5 separate regions of the Mus musculus genome follow, and regions 1, 2, 4 and 5 are each linked to region 3. Evidence: chromatin contacts called from public Hi-C, HiCAR-type and promoter capture Hi-C data. All regions are on one chromosome and are shown on one strand. The core of a region is the stretch at or near the end of the contact, and the rest is flanking DNA. Distances in the headings are between cores, read along the strand shown.

Region 1 (2,700 bases), core at 141-2,640, 750 kb before region 3:
GATAAGGCCTATAAATGGTCTGAGTAATTTAAACAGGTTAAATCAGCAGTGGCTGGAGGAGGGGAATCCTAAGGCCCTGATTCTGTTTCAAACGATTTCAATTTTATACATATCACTACAGTCTGATTTCTAAAACACCTATAGATTCTCAATTAGGAAAACACTTACTTGGAGCTACTTTGCAATTTGGGTGTTTTAAAATGCTTTCTAGAACTGGACAATATTGAAATAACCTACCAAAATACTCAAATTTTAAAAACGAAAATGACTAAGAAAATGCAGAAACTTTATGCCAGAGAAATAATTTTGAAGAAATGGCATTTCCAATTAAACAATAGGAAGAAGAGCTCTGTTGTGACAACTAAGAAAGATTTCCCTATAAGGGAGGAAGGCATAAAGAAAAAGAATCCTGCATGACGTGGTCAATCTGTCCTTGTGCTCAATTTCTTCAGATCCTGGAGTATACATCAATTAAACTATAATTCATTAAGCCAAGCCAGGTGATACTCATTAAACGAGTCATCAAATGCTGTCCTAATCCTGCATTTCTAAGTCTATACAATTACTTGAAAGTCCCACGACCTACGAAAGCACAGAATATACTCAAATTAGGTCTGTGACTCGCTAAAGTTAAATATCATAAAGCTCCCAAATAAAAATCTACCTGAACTCAAACATGACAAGGAAGGGTCAACACCGGAGGCATGTAAGCAAAAGCAGAAGTGCAGTTTTGGAAAGCTGGTGGTAAAAACCGAACATTCTGTACCATCAGGCCTTCGAATTTGACACCCCGGGGACTGTTAGTTAACCAAGGTGGGTTAAGATCTTCTGAATGACTCAACGGTGAGTCTCATAACTAAAATAATTTTCACTTTCAGATTACCCACCTAGAACTTGCTGGCGGAAAAAAAAAAAATCATACCCACTGCACAGATGAGCAAAACAACACACACGCGAGCTTTCTGGTTACGCAATCCCACGCCCGGTGGCGGGCGGCATGTGAGGCGTTCTAAACTGCTGAAGGTGGGAGCCGGGTGGGATGGGGTTTGGATGTTGGGCAGATCGGCCCCGAGAGGTGCGAGGCCCGTAGAGGAGGGCAGGAAGGCGGCACATTGCCCTTGGGAAAGACTGAACGTGGGGTTTTTCCGGGTCGGCAGCTCCCAGGCGGGACGCCCGTGCGGGACCGCAGCATAGCGAGGGGACAGGGACGAGCCGGTTCCAAGCCACGCTCGGCTCTCCCCACAGGTCACCCTGACCCGGAAACAGTACCCCAGAGTGGTGGCTCGGCGAGTGGGAGGTCGAGGTAGAGGGCCGAAGAGAAAGGCGGGAGGGCAGGAAGTACGGGGCGACCCAGAGGGTGACCGGGAAGCGCGGCCACCAGCCGCAGGCCGGACCGGGTCAGGAGGCGGGTGGGTAGAGAAAAAGCCCCTCGCGGGCGCGCGCAGGCCGCACACACTCACCTGCCCCTCCCCCTCCCCGCCCGCCCGGCGGAGGCTCCGAGCTGCCGCGGGCCACGCGCGCTCACGAGGCGCGCGCGCGCACAGCCGCTGTCTGCCTCGAGCTCGCGCTCCGCCAGCTCAGTCCCAGCTCCGCTCATTCAAAGCCGGGCGCGCGCTCCGTCGCAGCCGCCGTGGCCGCCGCGCAGCCGCCATGGCCGCCCCTTCTCCAAAAACCCGCCCGGACCCCGCCCTAGCTCCGCCCTGGCCCCGCCCGTTTCCCCGCCCAGACCCTGTCTCCAGGCTCTGGCTTCCGCACTCTGCCTCTCGTACTTCTGGCCCAATAGAGGATAGATACGTCATTGACGTGCAAGTCGCAAGCCAATGAGTGCATAGGGGCGTGGTTAGTCGGGACAGTGCAACTGCTTTGGCCTTTTGTTAATAGTAGTGTGTTGGGTTTTTTTTTGTCCTGGAGCAACTGGGCTCCTGCCAAGTTGTTTTCCTTTCCTCCTTTGTAGATTAGTGTCTCGCCTGTGACCAAGTCTCCTGTTCCATCCTTAAACCTGTCTGCTAGATGGGGCCAAGGCGAAACTGCATCTAGATTGTGAAACATTGGCGAAGCCTCTCTGTCTCAAAATGATTTGGGTGTGACTAGGACAGACCCCAATTACTGCTGGACCTGAGACGTTTACACGTCTCTTTCAGAATTTATCTGGCTCTGTTTAAATCTTAGTCCAGTTTTTAACTGAAAGTAAGGCGGGTGATTCTTCTAGGTCCCTCCTTATATCCTGCATCAGGGGCTAGCCTTTTTACCCAGCTCTTGTCTTTTTGGGGTTCTCTCTTGCAATCGGATATTTTTCTGCTGTTTGATTGACTTTTGGTTTTTATTTTTTATTGTACATGTTACTTTGTTCCATAAAAATGCTTTCATTTAAGGAAACATTGTAACTTGAACAGATACAACCTCCTACCCCCTTTTTTTCCTCCCACCGCTGATAGATCCTTGTTCTTCTAGACAGTTTCACTTCTACGTTTATACATACATATGTATGTATGTATGTACACAAGCATATTCTTTTCATGTTTTCTTTTCTTTTTCTATCTTGTGTGCTTGTAAAAATCCGAGTTTATTGTTCTGTTGGACTAAGAATTCTTAAGAAGCTACTATTAGGAAGTGGCTGGCAAGGGAGTGTGTGTGTGTGTGTGTGTGTGTACATATATTTGTGTTTATGATATATCGAAAAGTTGAAAGCAGTTTTTTCAA
Region 2 (2,700 bases), core at 60-2,559, 890 kb after region 3:
AGTATTAGTTATATTTAATCATTATTGCTGTTTTTAAAACGAAATCCCAAACATTTGGTTTTACCAAATGAAGACTCAGGATGCTTTGATGAAAGCCTGTTAGTCCAGAGAGGCAGAGAAAAAAACGAGCTAACCTTCTTCAACCCAGAAGGGGAAAATACCCAAACCAAACCAAACCGAACCAAACCAAACCAAACCAAACCAAACCAAACCAAACCAAACCAAACCAAACCACCACCACCACCACCACCACCACCACCACCAACAACAACAACAACAGTTCTTTTCCATACTCCCTTTAAAACCCTCCAAGCCAAATGTCCCTCCTTTCTACTTCCTGTGCATCTCATTATCTGTTCTCCTGATTTCCTCTCACATTTTGTGCTTCCTTTCCCCATCCCTATGTCAACTGATTATTTGCTCTGCCTCTTGACGTATGGTTGACTTTATTCAATCTTCTTTACAATAAGCTCTTTGATTAAAGGTGTGTTCTAGGGCTGAGCCACACCACACCTAGAGATTTTTCCAGTGTACAATCTGGAGGTTCACAGTATGATCAGATATCCTGCTACATTGTTCTCTTCTTCTCTAGCCCCTTATAGCTCTCATCTTCCTTCCTCTCTATGCAGGCCTTTCCCAACTTGTAACAAATTGCTTGTTTCAGGAACTAGAGTTGCCAAAATTAAAGCTAACAACTAGACTTTCAAGCCATGAACATTATTTCATACTGTTTTTTTGTAGCTCTTAGAGCTGGACACATAGCAAACTGAACAATCTGTTGCTGAGTTTAACTGGTGAAATTGTTAGAACAATTGTATAGTTGAGAACTTTCAATAGGCATGTCTTCATGGTAAGCATGTAATGTACACGATCAAATTACACATTTAAAACAACCATATGAAATATTAATGTACCTATTTTAAAAATAGAATTAAAATTCAAAAACATTAATACTGCACTCTTGGGAAGGTATGTCACAATTCAGATCCTGATCTGACTTACAACTAGGATTGCTTTCCCTACCATGCCACATTGTCCCCTAATTACATTCATGCCTATGATAACCTAATTACCCAGCATTGCACATAACCACAGATGTCTACGTTTACCTTAATAGACATGAATAATTTGTATCCTATTTATTGAATTATCTGAAGTTCCAAGCTGAACATTTTGCTTACATTCTAATCACAGTTGCAAAGTATTGTCATAGCGGATGGACATGTTCTCAGCATCAATGTCACTGTGAAACAATGAAAGAAAGAAAACCCTGCTAGGACAGAATTAGAGTAATCATTGAAATCATTAGAAGCATTAGCAGTTTATTCTGAGCCACATCAAGGAGAGTCACAGCCTGCAAGCTGAGCAGACGGAGCTGTATCCGCTATAATCATATTAGGGATGGTGAGGAATTGCACATTTATTGCATTATGCTTTGAGATCATGTACAACATTTAAGCAAGGGAAGGTCTGTTTTTTTTTGAATGATATTAGTTTCAAGCTAAATTCAATTTTTGAAAAGCAAACAATGCACAGTGTATTTAAACCCCAGTTAAAATGAAATCTTCACTTTGTACCTAACAATATATTTTTATTGGAAATTCAAAAATCTAAACCCCCACTACTCCAGCCTAAAAACTGATCTCGATTCAGTGGTGACTCTGATGCTCAGCTCTTTAATTTGGACTTTGCTGACAGCTGATTTCAATTTTTGTCTGTTTATGGAAGAAAATTAAAAGAACACACTCTCTATGATCCAGTGGTTCTTTGTGGTGGAGTGAGTCCTGTTCAGCCCTAAATGAAAACCCAGACACTTGTCACTAGAACTAATCCTTATGTAAACATGATTGCATTATAGGCAGAGCCCAGAGAGGCTGCAAGACACAAATGGAAGTATGCCACTTTCCTGGGCACTTTAGGGTCAATGTCTTTGTTATTGCAATTTCTACATAATGAGTTTGCAATAATCCACAAGGGACCCAGGAGCTTCTACTGATTGGCTTTGGGTATATGCCTATGGAAGAGTCAGAATTTTTAGTGTGTGTAAGAACATCTTCTGGGATGTCAAATACTTTGACAAAATATATGATTAAGCTGCATGGCAGGAGACTTGATTTTAAGTAAAAATAAACCAACAGGATAGCAATGCTATTTTTAGACTTTCAGAACAAATTAATGAACTAGGAGTGGTGTGCCTACAGGAAATCCAAGCACTAGAGAATCTGAGGCAAGAAGATCGTGAGCAGCATGAGCAGAGGTGGTAAAACAGAGAAGATCAGAAAAGAAGCTGGTGTGTCTGGAGCTGGTGTGAGGCAAAAGGCTTGAGTACTGAGATGACAGTGGTAGATGCTGGTCAGGTGTGAAGCTGCAAAAGGACGTAGCACCCCTTTTGTGCAAGGAGGGGATATAAGGTCAGTGTGACTTCTCTGTGGATTGGAAGAAACAAGGCAAGGCAGTGAGACAGGAAAAGATGCTGTTTGAGTTGTCTCAGTGGGCGCCAAGAATGATGTAGGGTAGGATATCAATGGAGAGAGTAAAATAAGCCGAGTTGATTTGTATATGAGGCAAAAGTAAAGAGTCTCTATATGCCAGTTTTAGTCTTCGCGACTCTCAGCGCAAGCTAAAGGACAGATCTTAAACAGAAAGTTGTCCTTGAGAATAGTAAGTGCGAACAGAATAAACAGGAAACCTGAAAGCATG
Region 3 (2,700 bases), core at 154-2,653:
TTAATTAAATATCCAAAGTTCCTTCTGCACCTCCTTATTTAACATCAGCTCAGGATATTTTCACATCTTAGTTGTTCCCTTTTTGGCACCTACACTATGTTTGGGTTCTATTTCCAATCTATAGTCCTGAGAGGGTCCTTCATAAATAAGGTTGGCAAGTGTGTCTTTGAAGGCTGGCTGGAATCAAGAAACAGAGAAAATACATTCTCCGTCATATAGTATAGTGAGCCAGAGAAGAAATAAGAACCAAGAGATTGACTTTTAAAAATGTTTGTGAATAAAAAAAAAGGTATTATCATTTGCTGTGTCACTTTAAGAAGCTAATCTGTCTCTCAAGTGTGACCGCAGCATTTATGTGAGCTACTTGCAAGCAGAAAATGGCATGGATACTGTAATCTTATGTTTCTTGGATGGAATCAATCAATGGTCTCAAAAATCACACCTGGAGATGATCCACAAACACATTATTTCCAAGATGTGCTGCTGAATATTACTTTGAGTAAAGGAGGTGTTAGCTTGTCCTATCTCAAGAGTGGCGGCAATCTTCAATTTTCATTACCAAACCTGATCCCTCTCTTACCCTCTGCTCTCGCCCCCTACCCCCAGTCAGTACAACATAATGCTTAGAACTTACTGAATCAGTGGCATAAGTTTGGGCATTTTGCAGCTCAGATATTCTGTAAAATTGAGGACTTTCACAATACCTCTAAAAATGAATGAATTAAGTAAAATGTGTAGGAAAGGCCCTGTCAATAAAGGATCCCAACTTTTAATTTATTAATACATTCAACAGATCCAAGATATAACAGTAAGTACAGGGGAGAAACTGACACTGTTACTCTCAGTGTTCATATTCTTCCTCTTTTATGGGAAAGGCAACGACTTTGGAATCACACTCCTGGATAAGATTTCAAATGCTACTATTTATTGATCTCCTAACTTTTGTAGGCAGGGAGCCATGAATCTCTCTGAGCCCTCTTCCTCATTTTAAAAAAGAAAATTGATAAAAATCTTCTACTTTGAAAATGTGTTTTGACTATTCAATATGACAAAGTATGCAACTTGCTTGGCACACAGTTGGAAGTAAATGTATTGCTTGGTTCCCTAGTCCTCCAGAATCCTGTGGCTGCACTAGAAGCAGGTGGATGAGAGGATGGTGGGCTGGGGATGTAAGGGAGACACACTCACCTTAGAGAGGCCAGAGCTCGAAGCTCAGGCAGGTAAATGCTTGGATGGAGGAAACTGTTTCCCAGAAGAGCAAAATCCTGGAGATGCTGGACAACGCGAACGAAGAGATGCAAGGACTTCCCCTGAACTACATCTCCCGGGATGCTCAGCAGAGGAAGCACCCCGCCCCGCCCTGCCCCGCCCTGCCCGATTCGGCGGGCACCGCCCACCCAGCATAACCCAGCGGCAAACACAGGCTACAAGTGCTGTGGCTAGAAATAACGGACTTTCTCCGGGTGCCATGCGGACGCGAGTGTTCACAGCTTCAGCTTTACTGAGTGGCCAAAGCAGAAGGTGAGTAGCAGAGAGTGGGGTGGGGAGGAAGCGCGCGGAGTGGAAAGAACCGGAGCTTGGAGATAAAAGGAGCCGGGGAACGCATCCCCATTCCCGCTTGAGGTGCCTGCAGGACCTAAGCGGATGCAGCCAGACTGCAGGTGCCTTGATGGGCCAAGAGTCTGCTGGGAGAAATGATTGATCCCGCAGCCTATTGGGGGCACCCCTGTCCAGTGCTGGCAGCGGGTCCTATAAACCCAGTGCGCTCATCCTGCATCCTGTATCCCACTACCCTACGCGGTCTTCTGCAGACCAGCCTTGTTCCTATCTGTTCTGCCTGTATTTTACTGCCTTTAATTGCACAGCAGACTAGGGAAAACGGTACTCTTGCCTTGGAGGTGCAATCTCATTAAATGGGCTTTTAAACAGAGAGAGGGCTGTGGGGAGGGAAGAAGATACCTTTAGCCGGTCCCCTGGGATTATCCATCCTAAACTGATGCTGGATTACGGATCTGCAAATCGACAGTACAGTTAGCATAGAGCCGATGAGAAAGGAGAGAGAGAGAGAGAGAAAGAGAGAGAGAGAGAGAGAGAGAGAGAGAGAGAATATTCCCGCTCTGTTATAAATTGGAAGTTTCGTGGGGGATCCTGCCAGTTTTATATAAAGGAGTCTAATATGATTAGCTAATTGTGCCAAAGGTTAATCAGAGCGACTCGTGCCTCAGGGATCCATCTGTGATGATTTCGGTAATTGATGAAACCGGTTCCCATTGCTTCCATCATTGAAGGATCCTTCTGTGGGGGCTTGTCCACATGATGAAAGAAAACTCTGATTCGGTTACAGTTTCCTTACTCTTAGCACTGTGTTTTTCTCCTTTTTGTTGTCGCTCTTTTTATAATTTTAGTACACAGGACCGGGTGGGGCAAGCTTGAAGTGCAGCAGGAAGCATGACCATGTCAAGGTTCTTTTCCGTTCTGTGAGTTGCCTGACTGTCTTAGGGAGGCTTGCTTGAACCTCTGTCACCAGCTGCTGGAATTGGGGATTTTGACTCTTACCCTTCCAATCATGGATTAAACAACTCTGGATTGAAATAAAAGCAAAAGGAGTTCTTGACTAAACCTCCTATATTTGATGAGAGTGGGGATGAATTTTTTCCCCCCAGGAAGCTAGCAGAGGCAGGAAAGATGAGCAGATGGCTT
Region 4 (2,820 bases), core at 114-2,613, 700 kb after region 3:
TGGCTCACTTAGTCGTTCTCAGGGACCCCAATTCCTAGAACAGAAATATCACAGCCAAATAGTGGAGTGATTAATAAACATGGCTATTAAAGCCCCCATTACTTCTATATGATTCTTCAGTTCAAATTTCTGAGCCCATGCAGAAACTGAAGGAACAAAAGGGAGAATTGAAATAGTACAAAATGTTATTAAGGAGCCTGGGCTGGGCATGTGTTTGTAATCCTAGCTCTTAGGTGGTGGAGGCAGAGGGATTGGGAATTCTAGGTCAGCCTTACTAGGATGAGTTCCAGGTTGGCCTGGGCTACAACCCAATCTCAAAAATAAAACCAACCAACAGCCACTAAAAAGCTACAGTAACAACGTGCCTAGTAACACATTTAAAGAGACGTCTATATTGCCACGTCTAATATTATAGATTCTTATCTTTTGCTCAAAGAAGACATACATTATTTCCCTATATTGCCAAGTCTAACATTATAGATTCTTATCTTCTGTTCAAAGAGGAAATACATTATTCCCAATAGCAGTGAATGTATGGCAGACGATTTCACTAGATTAAAATTGGTAGCACCTAATGTTTTTAATGAGTGATATAGTAAGTAGTTCTCCAACTCAGGGCATTTGAAGTTTAATTCAGACCTTGGGAAACAAAGGAGGGGTAAAGATTAAGAACAAAACAAACTAGTGGTAAACATTCGATTTCTGAAGAAGAAAGCTCCCAATTTTTTGAGTATTGCAAAGTATCACATATGTTTGTGAAATCTGTTGGGAAAAAAATAAAGTAAAGGAAAAAAAACAGCTGTGTGGAAAGGTAAAGGCAATGGGAAATACTAAACTTACTCCTTAAACTGAGCATGCGTTTCAATTTCTGGGGACGTCTGCCTTCAGAGCAGGGCTAGGATTTAAATTTTGGGAAAAGGGCAGAGGTTTGTCTTCTTGTTTTTTTTTTTTTTTTAAAGGCTGAAGTGTTTTTTCAGAAGCAGCAGTCTCATCCTGGCACTCAGGAGGAAAGTAGAAGGTACCTTCAGTTCCCCATCAAATTCTTCTGGAGAAAGGCTAATTGGTGAGGTGGGAATCGACTCCATTGTTCCCGAGAGGACACCTTGGGTGTGAACAGCAAGGGCAGGCCATATCGCTCACCCTAGGTGCTCTTCAGTTTAGACCATCCCTCTGGGAAAGCCGGGTGAGCATTATTTTTCTTACACGAAGCTCTCTGCATGCCGTCAGTACTCTTTAGGACCTCAGGGAAACCCGAGCGTTTCTGGCTTTAGGACCCAGGAACTCTGAGGCAGCCTGGCTTTAGATGTCTTGGACCACAGCACCACCTACTTATAGAAGCATCCCGAGCCTTAGCTTGTCTGCATCTCCATCGGAAAGTGCGCTGGCTACATCCCTTCGGCCTCCGGGCAGTGTTCTGTCTCCCTTAGCTCAGGCAGCGAGAAACTTCAGCTGCGAAGTGGTGGTGGAGAGAGCCCTGGGAGCAGCGACTGGACCCGGACACCAAGAAGAGAGTGGACGCGCCCCTCGACTAGGAATCGCTCTCGCAGGCGGAGACCCAGCATCTCAGCGCCTGCGGTCGCGCTTGCCCGGCCGCGCGCTTTTGCTAGGCGCCGCCAGCCCCGAGGACCCTCGGGGTCCGCGGACCCTTCTGCAGCCGGCGGAATCCTAAAGCTGCCAAGAGCTCCCGGCGGGTGTCCGCAAACTTTTTCCGAGCCCACGTGCTGACCAAACAGCCCGGCTCGCTTCCAGAGCCTGGCATGGAGCGCCGCGCCTAGGCACGCCGTGCAGCCCGAGAGACGCGAGCGCACGGTAGGCGATCTACACCTGGTGCTGGGGCGCTGGGATAGCCCATCCGGGGAGCGAAAGGCTTCAGAGCGCCCCTTGAAAGCCCTGCGCTCGGCTGCTTCTAGAGCGCCTTTCCTTCTGCAGAGCTCGCACAACGCCCTTTCTCCAGGGTCAGAAGGCAGTGCTCCGCAGAGGTTGCTAATTCACTGATTGTAATCACCTTCCTCTCCAAGTCTCCTGCAGCTGTGCCATCTGCGTTAAACTGCTGCGTGGATCGTGCCAGTGAGTTCGCGTCCTCCCTCCCTCCTTTCTTTAAACTAAGAGGCGCGAAGGTGCAGGTACCTCCTCCGGGTTCTCTCAGTCCTCCACCCACCCAGCTTCTCTTTTCCTCCTCTCCCAGGTTCACCGTGGAGGGAGAGATGCTCATCGAGCCAAATTGATCATTGCAGCCGCAGGGCAGTGACATCTGTCTCTAAGTCCTCCCTAGGAGCGCGACCCGCACTGTCTCCTTCCAGGAGCCCGTCATTTCCTCGACTTTTGAGAGGTGTCTCTCCCCAGCCCGACCGTCCAGATGCGTTTTTGCCTCTTCTCATTTGCCCTCATCATTCTGAACTGTATGGATTACAGCCAGTGCCAAGGCAACCGATGGAGACGCAATAAGCGAGGTGGGTCGCGCTCGGCTGAAGGTGCGTGGAGTTCCTGAGTGGGTGGGAGTGCTTATTCACATTTAGGCTTTAGGGACTCGAGGGACAGGACTGTGCTCTGCACCCCAGTTTTTGTGTGGGCTACCACTGACCATTCTCAGGGTCACAGAACTCCACAGAAAGCTTCCTTCTGTCCCTAGTGGGTGCGATGGGACCTTAGAAGCATTGGGAGCTTGATGTGCTGGGCTTCCCTCCCGCAAGCGCCCAGGGATTTATCATGTGGTTCACAGTCTGTGCCACCTCTCCTGAACTCTTCTTTGGATCACATTTCTTATGTGGCACCATTTTTCTAGTTTTCTCCTTTTGTCTTCTTAATCATCTTCCTTGAAGT
Region 5 (2,816 bases), core at 73-2,572, 560 kb before region 3:
TACATGGTATTATTATTCTTAGTACTATTTCCTGTATCCCAATTCCCTTCCCTCATAAGCTCTTTATTGTTTATTTTCTTTGTCTTTTTAAAAAGGGAATAACTACTATTATAATACCATTAAGCACTTATGTACCTAAAACTGAGAATATTTAACCCCCAAATTTGCTCTAATGACACAATTCCATTTTACAGATGAGAACACTGAGGCACAGAGACAGAATGTGAAGTCAGGTACTTGGAGTCCCACCTTATTTAATTGTACACTAATATCTGACTGGCGTTCATTTCTGCATCTTAACTGCATTCAATTTCTGGGTAAGCCATAGCATGCACACTAATAAAAGATACGACTATGAAAAATGAAATAAGACTATGTGCTTGCTTTACCCAATAAACTTCACGGAGAATTACAACTGCTACCCTAGCTTTGGATTTCATATCCTTATTTCTGAAGGGTAAGTAAGAAAACGAATTTCAAACTAGTCTTTGAGAAATTCTTCATTTTCAATAAAAAACAGACAACCAATGCCAAAATAGGTGTAGGGGAAAAAAAAAAAAAGCAAGGTTAACTTTTGAGCGCATTTTTGCCATTTAAAAGTCAGGTTTAAGTTAATGTTTTCCTACTTAGTGTGAATCTTCTTTTGTAATTCTCCGTCTTGTCTGTATGGAAATTCAGACTACAAAGAATTTTCAGAGTTGGGCTGCGCAAGAAGCAGGTGAACAGAGGGTTAATAACTAGGCAACGCTTTACTTCTGTAGTTGGGGCTTAACATTTCCAAATTAACTGCAAAAGTTTAGACAGTGTCATAGCAAGAACAGCAAAACTTCGTCTCGTCTTGGCCCCTAAAATCACGGATAGTGACCTTGGGCAAGTCACTTAATGCCTAAAGGCCTCAGTTTTCTCACTGGTAAAACCAGGGCGCTAGGGACTCCCTCCCGGTTCTGACATTCTTTAGGAAAATGCAACACGGCGCAGACAGCTGGAGAGGCGGGAGGGGAGGAGCCAGAAAACAAAGCGGGGACTGGCTCCCGGCCAACTCCAGCAGCACGCCCTGTCGGAGAGCCCTACAGGCCCGCGAGCGAGCGAGCGAGCGAGCGCGGGTCGGGGAAGCTAACGAAAGACAGCACATCGAAAGGAGCCTGGGCTGGGCCCGGGTCCCGGCCCTGAGGACCACGGGCATAGCTCACCACCATCACCGCGGGCGAGGGCCGTCCCTTCCCAGCGACGAAATGACCCTTGCGCTGACGACCGTTACCTACCACACTCTTCGGCTGCCCGGACTTAGACCCTCAGTAGCTCGGGCACCTAAGCACACAGAAAGCTAGACCACGCATTTCCGGGGCGGGATCTGGCCACCCTGCCTATAATGTGAGAATTCAACTAGCGCGGGCCGCCTTCTGGTCGCTCGGCCCTCTGGGTAAGGAAGTCCAGAGTCTGTTAGCTGACGTGGGTTCAGGGATCAAAAAACTACATTTCCCAGCATTGCAACAGAACCAAATTTCTCATGGACACTACACTTCCCAGAAGAGACGTGGCGCCGCAGAGTCGTCTGGGATGGGAACCACGCCGTTTCCCAGCCTCAGTTCCAGGAGTGAAGCGCGGACCTTTCAACAAGAGCTTTATTGATTCTCTTGCTGGGATCGGGGGAACGCGATGGAGGCGGCCAATTGCTCTCTGCGGGTGAAAAGACCTCTGCTGGATCCCCGCTTCGAGGGCTACAAGCTGTCTCTCGAACCGCTGCCCTGCTACCAGCTGGAGCTTGATGCAGGTGGGATCGGCGGCACCCTCTCGCACCCGGTTCCTTCTTGTTGAGGCTGCCATTGGCGCAACCCTCTGTCACTCCGGCTAGCCAGCCACCTCCTGCCGGTCTGCACCTAGAGCGGCCGTCCACGCGGGGACCCGAGGATGCCCCCTTTCCTTCCGCGCCTTAGCCGCGGCACTGTGGGCTGGCCTAGGCGTCCGCAGCTCAGGCTCGGATGTTCTCCGCCCATACATCTCTGGCTCCTGCTCTGAAGGTTCAAGTTGTCCTTCCTTCCCAAACCTTACCTTTAGTAAACGTGTTCGCTGAGAAGCCACACCTCCTTGGAAAGTCCCCAACTCCCTTTTTCCTTCTGACGCAGAATCATTTCTTGGGAGAGAAAAATTTCCACATTCAGTTAGCAGTTTCAAATACTCGGGTCCTGGATCATGCTACAATTTATTGAGGGCAAGTGATTTAGTGCGCTTACTGTTGCTTGCTGCTACTACTTATTTATCTGTAACTTCCTAGAGGCTATTCTCCTTTTTACAACCATAGGAATTGTAGTTTTGTTAGGGAAAGTGTCCAGGGATTTGTGTTTTTAAATACATGTCTCTGCAGATTCTTATTTTGATACAAGTTTTCCATAGGTTGTACTTTGAGAAATAGTGATCTAGAGGTGTTAGTCGACGTTTGAGTATCAAGCGTTACTTATGTATGTATCTATGTATCTTTTCTCTAGATTGTATCTAGATTGTAGGGAGTCTATTCTTGACTGTCCTGGCACTTGCTTTGTAGCCCAGGCTGGCCCAGAACTCACAGATAACCAGCTGCCTCTGTGCTGGGATTAAAGACATAAACAAGTAGACCAACAAATGCTTGGGTTTTTTGTTTGTTTGTTTGTTTGTTTGTTTTTAAAGTTTCTTAAGTGTAAAAGTAATTGTTGTGGGCCTGTTTTGTGATTCATCGAGATGATTACGTGATTGGTATAATCATGAGTACCTAATAAATCATAATCCATTCACTAATAAACATCTAATTACAGTATGGGCAAGTAGTGAGAGGAACGTGAGCA

What was found. Promoter capture Hi-C pulls out the DNA fragments that hold promoters and counts their contacts. A called contact is a pair of places that touch in the nucleus more often than the background predicts. HiCAR-type assays count read pairs that join an accessible place to other places.
Region 1: a contact with region 3 is called in a Hi-C map of the N1E-115 cell line, with 2.9 times the contacts expected there. The contact joins the promoter of Ebag9 here to the promoter of Tmem74 in region 3. A contact is called at or near these places in 1 of 39 promoter capture datasets (hippocampal neurons), 1 of 484 Hi-C or Micro-C datasets (the N1E-115 cell line) and 1 of 115 datasets of contacts at active chromatin or transcription factors (astrocytes).
Region 2: a Hi-C map of the N1E-115 cell line shows a contact between it and region 3, with 4 times the contacts expected there. The contact joins the enhancer-like site here to the promoter of Tmem74 in region 3. A contact is called at or near these places in 5 of 39 promoter capture datasets (the 3T3-L1 cell line, cranial neural crest, embryonic stem cells and 2 more), 2 of 484 Hi-C or Micro-C datasets (the N1E-115 cell line and embryonic stem cells) and 1 of 9 other capture datasets (adipose tissue).
Region 4: a contact with region 3 is called in a promoter capture Hi-C map of hippocampal neurons, with 2.8 times the contacts expected there. The contact joins the promoter of Rspo2 here to the promoter of Tmem74 in region 3. A contact is called at or near these places in 6 of 39 promoter capture datasets (cranial neural crest, hippocampal neurons, liver and 3 more) and 1 of 484 Hi-C or Micro-C datasets (cortical neurons).
Region 5: a HiCAR-type map of astrocytes shows a contact between it and region 3, with 3 times the contacts expected there. The contact joins the promoter of Eny2 here to the promoter of Tmem74 in region 3. A contact is called at or near these places in 8 of 39 promoter capture datasets (the 3T3-L1 cell line, cranial neural crest, embryonic stem cells and 3 more), 5 of 484 Hi-C or Micro-C datasets (the N1E-115 cell line, brain, cortical neurons and 1 more) and 7 of 115 datasets of contacts at active chromatin or transcription factors (astrocytes, embryonic fibroblasts, embryonic forebrain and 4 more).

Annotation. Positions count from the first base shown.
Region 1 is chr15:44,618,130-44,620,829 of GRCm38.p6, reverse strand. It overlaps Ebag9 (estrogen receptor-binding fragment-associated gene 9), which reads right to left and starts at 1,390. Exons shown (of 7, transcript NM_001357691.1): 1 at 923-1,390.
Region 2 is chr15:42,978,155-42,980,854 of GRCm38.p6, reverse strand. All of the region lies in intron 1 of Gm46505 (a long non-coding RNA gene), which reads left to right. Among named protein-coding and RNA genes, the nearest start is that of Gm46505, 3.8 kb to the left of the region's middle. Within about 2 kb of position 1,309, at least 3 of the 459 cell types and tissues checked have an H3K27ac peak or open chromatin away from gene starts, as enhancers often do. A contact at or near this core is called in the N1E-115 cell line, where this site is marked.
Region 3 is chr15:43,868,732-43,871,431 of GRCm38.p6, reverse strand. It overlaps Tmem74 (transmembrane protein 74), which reads left to right and starts at 1,403. Exons shown (of 2, transcript NM_175502.3): 1 at 1,403-1,521.
Region 4 is chr15:43,169,361-43,172,180 of GRCm38.p6, reverse strand. It overlaps Rspo2 (R-spondin 2), which reads left to right and starts at 1,363. Exons shown (of 6, transcript NM_001357956.1): 1 at 1,363-1,809; 2 at 2,186-2,450. The coding sequence starts at 2,357.
Region 5 is chr15:44,426,617-44,429,432 of GRCm38.p6, reverse strand. Eny2 (ENY2 transcription and export complex 2 subunit) reads right to left here and starts at 1,322. Exons shown (of 5, transcript NM_175009.3): 1 at 1,191-1,322. The coding sequence starts at 1,196. Nudcd1 (NudC domain containing 1) reads left to right here and starts at 1,126. Exons shown (of 10, transcript NM_001113554.1): 1 at 1,126-1,771. The coding sequence starts at 1,657.